2 separate regions of the Mus musculus genome follow, and region 1 is linked to region 2. A link is a contact called in public HiCAR-type data. All regions are on one chromosome and are shown on one strand. The core of a region is the stretch at or near the end of the contact, and the rest is flanking DNA. Distances in the headings are between cores, read along the strand shown. Region 1 has its middle 7.9 kb from the start of Gm51625. Region 2 holds the start of Cdk15 (cyclin-dependent kinase 15).

Region 1 (4,041 bases), core at 789-3,288, 120 kb before region 2:
AACAGTAAAGACGATCTTGACTTTAACATAAGCACAATACTATTATTACATCTAAAAACATCAACAATAATTCCTGAATATTAACTGATAGCCACCCAGGTTTCAAAACTTCCTGGTTGTCTCATCAATGTCGTCTTGTATTTAAATTCATTTAAGTCAAACTCCAACACTTGCATGGTGCTATGAACTTGCAATCCCGGCCCTAGGGAGGCGGAGAAGAAGAACGTGGGTTTAGGACAGCCTAAATGTTGGTGTTGTCTAAATAAAACAATCCAGTCATTTCTCAATTACTTTTAATTAATGTGATGACTCAAGTGGTTTTCTAAAAAACAATACCTTTCTCTCTCTCTTTTTTTTTTCTTTCTCTCTTGCCTCCAGGGTCACCTTGATAGGGATGTTGCCAAAATATGTGCTCACTGCGTCTTCAGCAATAAAGAAATCCTGAAAGACTTTACTGATACTGGAATGGGGTTATTCCCATGGGCACTGCCCTAGTCCGGGCCTGTACCTGTTGTACCTGGAGATGCTCTAAGACCCTAGGCTAAATCATCTTCTTCCAATACTGGTTGTCACACTGTGGCCCCAGAGCACTGAGTAGTTACCAGTCCACGCATGCCAGTCTCTCACATTTATTAACACACAAGTGTCTACCACAAGGTGGTGGATCTGCCATCCACAGGCTATCACTTAAAGAGGAAGTGGGCAGACAGCTGAGGCTACTCATCCCGGTGGGTAGGATTGGGTGCCAGCTGACTGAAGGCCAGACCTATTTGTCTAAACTTGGAGGGGCCTTGCATGGCCGTGCAAGATGTTTAGAGGGAAGGATCAGCCGGAGGCGCCTTTAGTCCCGGAAAGGGTGTGACTTGGGGGGAGGGGGCTCCAGGGACCTTGTGATCTCCTGTGGAGCCCCTTTTTCTGCGCTGACCTTGCTGCTATCCAGAAGGAAGGCAACGAACAGGCTTTCTCTTCTCGCCCTTTCACAAGTCCACACAAACCATTACTGGCAAACACTGGAAAGCTGACACAAATACCAAGTCCATACACCCTCAGACTCACAACACAAACTCAACACAGCCCCATCAGTATCACAGACTTGTATAGATACACAGACCACACACACACACACACACTTATTTGTTTATTTTATGTATATGAATGCTCTGTTTTCATGCATAGCAGAAGATGGAATCAGATTCCATTACAGATGATTGTGAGCCACCGTGTGGTTGCTGGGATTTGAACTCAGGACCTCTGGAAGATCAGCTGGTCCTCTCAGCTGCTGAGCCATCTCTCCAGCTCCCAGCAGGTTTTCTTAAATCCTGGAAAAGATAAAAAGCTTTGGAGTGCCTGAAGACTTGGGGAGTCTGGTTGGGGCATACAGTGAGCAAAGCCAGCCTGGGGAAGGTGTAGCAGGGCCAGGAGCCTGCTGGTTAAATAGCACTGACTCCAGTTCTGGCTAGGAGAGGCTCTCATCTGTGGTTCTAAGCGATAGAAAACCACCAACTGCTAGCAAGATAATCCAATTTCCTTCCTCCAAGGCTGGAAGAGGACTGCCTTGGCCTCCTGCTCCAACTTCCTGCTGGGTCTCAGTCTGCTTAGGACTCTTTACCCCTCCAGCAGAATGCATATCAAAGCCCCAGGCCCCCAGGGTTCATTAGGAGGCATTTATTTCTGCATATTCGTGGAGGGCAGGAGGGAGGACAACTTGATTCGCAATGCAAATTGCTTGGCTGTAATTTCAACTCTCCCTCCCTTCTCACAGGGAGATTTTGCAGGTCATTAAAAATATATGATTGCCTCCAAAATAGCAGTGACAGCTGCCCGCTTGTGGTGGGCCAGGTGCTCGAGTCGGAAGGCCACTGAATGATGTCCGGTGGATTCTCCCAGAGCACGTGGGGCCAAGCGTTCACTGCCTGCATCTGGAGTCCAGATCGCGGGGCTAGTGAACCGGCTCAGAGCGGTCTGGGATTCACCCTCGTTTGTCTTCTGCTCAATTCTGCCTTCCGCTGCTCTGGGGCAGGCAGGGCAATTGTTTTCATCCCTGAGCCCACGGTTTCCTCCCCAAGGATGGGGATGAATAGAGGGCTGATGTTTAGTGGCTGGCACAGAATAGGTGGGTGGTCTGCTGTGGGGGCCAGCACTCCCCTCCACAGGCTTGTTACCACCACCCAATAGCACAGTACTTTCTTTATCCCTTGGCCCCTCCCCAGAATTGGATACTGGAATCCACCAAGGGGAGGAAGAACTGCTTAGGTCTTCTGGTCATAAGTCCTCACTTGGTTTTTCTTCCCCATGCTGCTCGGGTTAAGAAACTCCAGGCCTTTACCCTAAACTTGAATGATTCTGTAGATAGGGGTGTGCTGGGAAAAGGAGCAGAGCTTCTGTCTTAGTTACTGTTTTGCTGCTGTGACAAAACACCATGACCAAGCCAATTTGTAATCTTGAAGAACCGCCAAACTTTATTCATTCCCAACCACAGTTATTCTTTTTTTAAAAAAATTATTTTTAAAATATTTATTTATTTATTATAATTTTTGGTTTTTTGAGACAGGGTTTCTCTGTATAGCCCTGGCTGTCCTGGAACTCACTCTGTAGACCAGGCTGGCTTCGAACTCAGAAATCCACCTGTCTCTGCCTCCCGAGTGCTGGGATTAAAGGCTTGTGCCACCACTGCCCAGCTAAAATTTTTATTTATTTTATGTATGTAAGTACAAAGTTACTCTCTTCAGACACACCAGAAGAGGGCATCAGATTCCATTACAGATGGTTGTGAGCCACCGGTGGTTGCTGGGAACTGAACTCAGGACCTCTGCAAGAACAGTCAGTGTGCTTAATTGCTGAGCCATCTCTCCAGCCTGCCAATTTGTAAACACACACACACACAAACACTCACACACACACACACACACACACACACACTTTAATTTGATGACTAACAGTTCCAGAATGTAAGTCTGTGACCATCATGGCAGGGAACATGGCAGCAGGCTTTCTGGAATGGTTTTGGAGGTTACATATGATCCATAATCGAGAAAGAGGGGGGGGGGGAGAGAGAGAGAGAGAGAGAGAGAGAGAGAGAGAGAGAGAGAGAGAGAGAGAGAGTCCTGCTAATGGGAATGTCATGTCCTTTTGAAACCTCAAAGACTGCCCCCATGACACACCTTTTTTAAGCAAAGCCACACCTCCCAATCCTTCCCAAACAGTCCCACCAACTGAGGACTAAGCCTTCAAACCACCTCAGGCCTTTTGGATGAGAGCTCCCATCCAGCCAGTAAAAGAGACTGGTAGAAGGAAACTGTTCCTCCATGAGTCTGAGGAGTGAACCTGGGATTCTCCTGGGAGGGCCTTTTAAGCCAAGGTCAGCGGTGTCCCAGGATGCCACAGCTTGAGCATCAGGGACACGATGCTCTGGTTCAGTAATGAAGCCACAACCATGGACAAGCACATACTGCTGTGTGCAGTGTGAGAGGGAAGCCAGACATTTGAAGAGTTAACACTACCTGTTTGTTTCACTTTAGTTTTGATTTTTGGTGTTATGAGGTTAAACCCAGGACCTAATCCACATTAAAGTACTTTACCTCCAGGTCTAATTCATATTTTAAAGGTGCAAATATATGTGTGTGTGTGTGTGTGTGTGTGTGTGTGTGCGCGTGCTGGATAGTTTTATGTCAATTTGAATCAGCCTCCATAAGATCTGGTGTTGGGGCATCTTCTTAATGAATGATAAATAGAAGAGGGCTCGGTCCATTGTGGTGGTACCATCCCTTCATTGGCAGTCCTGGCTTCTATGAAAAAGCAGACTGAGTAAGCCACAGGAAGCAAGCCAGTAAACAGCATTCCTCTATGGCCTCTGCATCAGCTTCTGCCTCCAGGTTCCTGTCCTGGCCTACTTTAGGAACAGACTATAATGTGGAAGTGTAAGCCAAACAAATCTATTCTTCCCCAACTTGGTTTTTGGTTATGGTGTTTCATCACAGCGATAGAAACTAGGATAGTAAGTATGGGAAAACAGGCTGGTAGTTCTCAAAAATGCCAAACATA
Region 2 (4,621 bases), core at 1,019-3,518:
AAATACTTACATGTAAATAAATAAATAAATAAATAAATATTTTTTAAAAAGACAAACATATAAGAGTACTGACTGCTCTTCCAGAGGTCCTGAGTTCAATTCCCAGCAACCACATGGTGGCTCACAACTATCTGTAATGGAGTCCGATGCCCTCTTCTGGTGTGTCTGAAGACAGCAACAATATACTCATATAAATAAAATAAAATCTTTTTAAAAATCCAAAACCATACAAAACAAAACAAATGCTCTACCATGTCTACCATCCTTTTGTTCCAGATGTCCTGCCTCAGTCCCAAAGACTGAATGTGTGTGCTGTCAGTTGGCCTTGTAATGCAATAGGAGATGCCCTCATCAAAAGTCTTCATGAGTCACTTACCTGCTGATGCCCTTGTAAACTTTGGCATAAGAACCTTCACCCAGCTTCTCCAAGTTCAAGTAAGATGAGGCTGCCCCAAAAGGGAGGCTCTTCTTCTGTTCAAAGGGTGGGGTGAGAGGTGGGAAGACAGAAAGAACACATAAAAAATATGACTTATATTTTCCCTAGGGACATTAGATAGCAGTGTGTGTGTGTGTGTGTGTGTGTGTGTGTGTATCTGTCTTTCTGTCTGTCTGTCTATCTGTGTGCATGTTTGTATGTATGTATGTGTTCGTGTGTGTCTATGTGTATGTGTTTGTGTATATGTCTGTGTCCATGTCCATGTGTGTCTGTCTCTGTGTCAGTGTCTGTCTGTCTGCATGTGTGCCTGTGTATGTCTGTCTGTGTGTTGTGTGTGTATACCTGTTTGTGCATGTGTGTGTGTGCATGTTTGTATGTGTATGTGTCTGTCTGCATGTGTGCCTGTGTATGTCTGTGTGTTGTGTGTGCATGTCTGTTTGTGCATGTGTGTGTGTATGTGTGCATGTTTGTATGTGTATGTGTCTGTCTGCATGTGTACCTGTATATGTCTGAGTGTTGTGTGTGCATGCCTGTTTGTGCATGTGTGTGTGTGTGTGTGCATGTTTGTATGTGTATGTGTATGTGTGTGTCTGTATATGTGCCTGTGCATGTGTGTCTGTGTGACTGTCTCTCTGTGTGTGCATGTGTGTGTATGTCTGTGTATCTGTCTATGTGTAAGTGCACTTGCAAGCCCACACAGGCATCCCTGGAAGGTGAGGGCTAGCTTCCCTAGACAGGCACCCATGAAATTCTCCTTGATGCCTGTCAGCAGTTCACTCACCCATGGCAACCCCTGCCTCAGATTCTCTTCCTGAAAAGAATCACTGTTACTCCGGGGCCTTTTACTCTTCAACTTCTGGGCACTGGCAGCCTCCAGTCCCCTGGGGTGAAATGAAGCCGTGGAACTGGATGCTTCTGTTAGCTAGAGGAAAAGAACGTACAGGAGCAAAATGTGTACAAAGTCACAATGTGATGGCTGGCAAAACCTTTTCTTTGTTTTATTTGCCTGTTTTTGGTTTGTTTGTTTGTTTGTTTGTTTTTGGTTTGATTGTTTGTAAGCTTCCCACACCCCTGAAAGGCAGGTTTCCTGAAAGTCAGATCTCTTAGAGACAACCATGGTACCAATTACTGAAATACTAAATTTTTCCTTCACCTACACAGTTTAACCCAGTCTCCTTAAGGGTGTCTCCCAATTTCTTCATTTAACTCAGTTTCCTCCGTACCTGCCCACCTTCCTTGGTACTTAATGTAATGCCTTAGAATAATTTAGTAAGATACTGCTAATAATCACGAGCTAATTACTGAAACTGAGAATCCACAGCGGACCTACCGGTATGGCAGCTTGCCCTCTACAGTTCAGCCCTGCAATTTAGTGGCTCAGAGACGTCCAGAGAAGAACCACTTTCTCTATTTCAAGTCAAAAGCGGCCAAACCCAAGGCTTATTCCCCTCTTCTGGTTTACAAGTACATCCCCAAACTTGATAACTACAACCATAAATCCTCTGTGACTTTAATAGAATTTTCTTTTTATGAGTTTAGACCTACCGCAGAGGAATAAGACTCTGTTACAAAAGGGAGTGTCTGTCTGAATTGCTTGGTTTACTAATAAAGAAAGATGCTCCTCCCGGGATACGAGTACCTCGAATACAGCAGGCTCGGTGCTTCCAGGCTGGCTTCTCTGACAGCTGTGCGCCTCCCCTCCCTCCGAACGGTGGTAGCAACTGCATCCTGGCTGTAGCCTCTTTGCACACAGCTCTTGACCCATACTAGCCCAGGTTCAAGGAGAAAACCCGCCCTTGAACCTCTTCCCACCCGCCTCTTCTCATTTGCTCCCCCTCTGCCAGAGGTCAGCAGAGAGGAGCTTCTCTGTGACTCACACGAGGGCTCTGCCTGGAGCAGTCTCATGACTTCAGCAGTTTTAGCTCATCAGTGCAAAGAATGCATCAGAACCGCAGCAGCTAGCGCTCATGTGTGCACACTCAAAAACAAGGAGGCTCTGCCCGAGAGAATACAACTGGGCACACTGGAGTAAGCTCTCTCTCACTCCAGCCACAAGTCAGTTCTGTGGATACACTCGCTTTCCCAGAATGTGCATAACCCTAGTGTTTATTGGCCTACCCTGGGGCTAAAGTGGTCATGCTGAGGGGTGTTCTATCCCTTGCTTTCATCTGAAAGCCTCTTGGGTTTCAAACTTGTTTTTCTTTTGAGGCAGTCTCTCCCAGCAGCCCAGCTAGTTTCCAAGTGGAGGTAATCCTCCTGCCTCAGCTTCTCCAGTCCCGGGATTGCAGATGAGAGCCATCTGACTCAGATTGGTTTTTCCAACATTAAAATGAGTTTGCAAACTAGCCAACTTTTAGAGTCAAAGGAACCACAGAACGGTGGTATGGAAAGAGAGCTGAGGATTCTGACTCCTTCTCTGCCTCCAAACGAAAGTCAATCTCAGTCTGACAGGGCAAAGCTATTCCTTCAAACACTAGTGATTACCTGTGTTGCTAATACTCTACAAATAGTGGAGAGTCAGGGTGGAGAGCGGAGTTTGAGCTGGGTATGATGGACCCAAGACCTCTGGAAGAGCAGACAGTGCTCTTAACTGTTGAGCCATCTCCCCAACCCCCAGTGGCACACTTGTAATCTCAGTACTTTGGAGACTGAAACAGCAGGGTGATGAGTTCAAGACTAGTCTGGACTACATAATGAGATTCTTTTCAAATTTCAAATAAAGAGGAAACAGAAACTGTGTGAGAGTGTGGTGTGTGTGAGTGTGGTGTGTGTGAGAGTTTGGTATATGTGTGAGTGTTTGTGTGAGAGTTTGTGAGAGTGTGGTGTGTGTGAGAGTGTGATGTGTGTGTACATGCACATATCTCCTCATTCCCCCATTCCTCCCTTCCTTTCATATCAGTATAATTAATGTTTAGTGTCTATAAATACTATATTAGTACTTGGCATTTCTAGGAATCTAATCTGGATCAAACTGCTTTGTAGTCTGTGATTGTAGATAGAACTCTTTTTCTATGAGAGGTGCATAATATTATTTCCATCATAATATGTCAATCACAATAACATACACAACAATATGAGAAAGGGGGCTATGTGTTATCACAACAGTACCCTGGATAGTTAACTTCTGAACTTTCCTCCGTTAAATCTTTACTTTTATGTGATCTAATTGTAGTGGTTTGAATAGAAATGGCCCCCATAGACTCATACATTTGAATGTTTGGCCCATAGGCAGTGAAGGCATTAGGAGGTGTGGCTTTGTTGGAGTAGGTGTGCCTTTGTTGGAGGAAGTGTTTCATTGTAAAAGTGGTCTTTGAAGTCTCATATGCTCAAGCTAGCCCCAGTAGTCTCCTGCTGCCTGTGGATCAAAATGTAGAACTCTCAGCTCTTTCTCCTGCACCATATCTGCCTGCACATCACCACCATGCTTCTTGCCTTGATGCTAATGGACTGACCCTCTGAAACTGTAAGCCAGCCCCAGCTAAGTGTTTTCCTTTATAAGAGTTGCGATGGTCACGGTGTTTCTTCACAGCCATGGAAACCCTAAGACATTAACCTTGAGCATATATTTTAAGTTTTATTTCAAAATAGCTACAAGCAAGCAAGCAAGGTATAGGGTCCATGCCTTCATTGTCAGCACTTGGGAAACAAGCAAGACGATTGCCATGAGTTAGAGGTCAGTCTGGGTTCCAGAGTCAAAACAAAGACAAAAAGAGAAACAATTTGCTACATACGATCTAAGGCAAGTCCATTCAAGGATTTACTAAATAAAGTTTGAGACACTTAGAGAGAGAAAGTAAGAGACCAATGATGCACAATGGATAGGGACTAGGCATAAAATCAGTTACACCTCAAAAGCAGCTAAACTTTTGACTGACATACAACTGAGAGAGAAGTTCTTTCTCATCATAATAATTTTTCACGTATTCATTGTAATAAAATTTGTCAGGAACGCTCATTCAGATCTGGTGAGCTGGTCCATTGGGTAGATGACTCTGCACCAAAACTGCTGACCTGACTTTCCATATTGGAACCTAAAGGTGGGAAGAGGGAACCGACTAACTTTGGCAAGTTGTCCTCTGAGGGCCATGTGCACACCATGACATATGCAACTTGTTGATTCTTTCCTCAAAGATGATGGTGGATTTTGTCATAGACAAATTACATCCTAGCTGGATGTGGTGACAG

Evidence for each region. HiCAR-type assays count read pairs that join an accessible place to other places.
Region 1: a HiCAR-type map of embryonic stem cells shows a contact between it and region 2, with 2.4 times the contacts expected there. The contact joins the enhancer-like site here to the promoter of Cdk15 in region 2. A contact is called at or near these places in 8 of 39 promoter capture datasets (embryonic stem cells, frontonasal cranial neural crest, macrophages and 2 more), 13 of 484 Hi-C or Micro-C datasets (the G1E-ER4 cell line, the N1E-115 cell line, bone marrow-derived macrophages and 5 more), 3 of 115 datasets of contacts at active chromatin or transcription factors (embryonic stem cells and extraembryonic endoderm stem cells) and 2 of 9 other capture datasets (adipose tissue and macrophages).

What each region holds. Positions count from the first base shown.
Region 1 is chr1:59,374,243-59,378,283 of GRCm38.p6, reverse strand. No RefSeq gene overlaps it. Among named protein-coding and RNA genes, the nearest start is that of Gm51625, 7.9 kb to the right of the region's middle. Within about 2 kb of position 2,038, at least 47 of the 459 cell types and tissues checked have an H3K27ac peak or open chromatin away from gene starts, as enhancers often do. A contact at or near this core is called in the G1E-ER4 cell line, cerebellar granule neurons, cerebellum and 1 more, where this site is marked.
Region 2 is chr1:59,254,553-59,259,173 of GRCm38.p6, reverse strand. Cdk15 (cyclin-dependent kinase 15) reads right to left here and starts at 2,268. Exons shown (of 14, transcript NM_001033373.3): 1 at 2,076-2,268; 2 at 1,218-1,358; 3 at 377-471. The coding sequence starts at 2,201.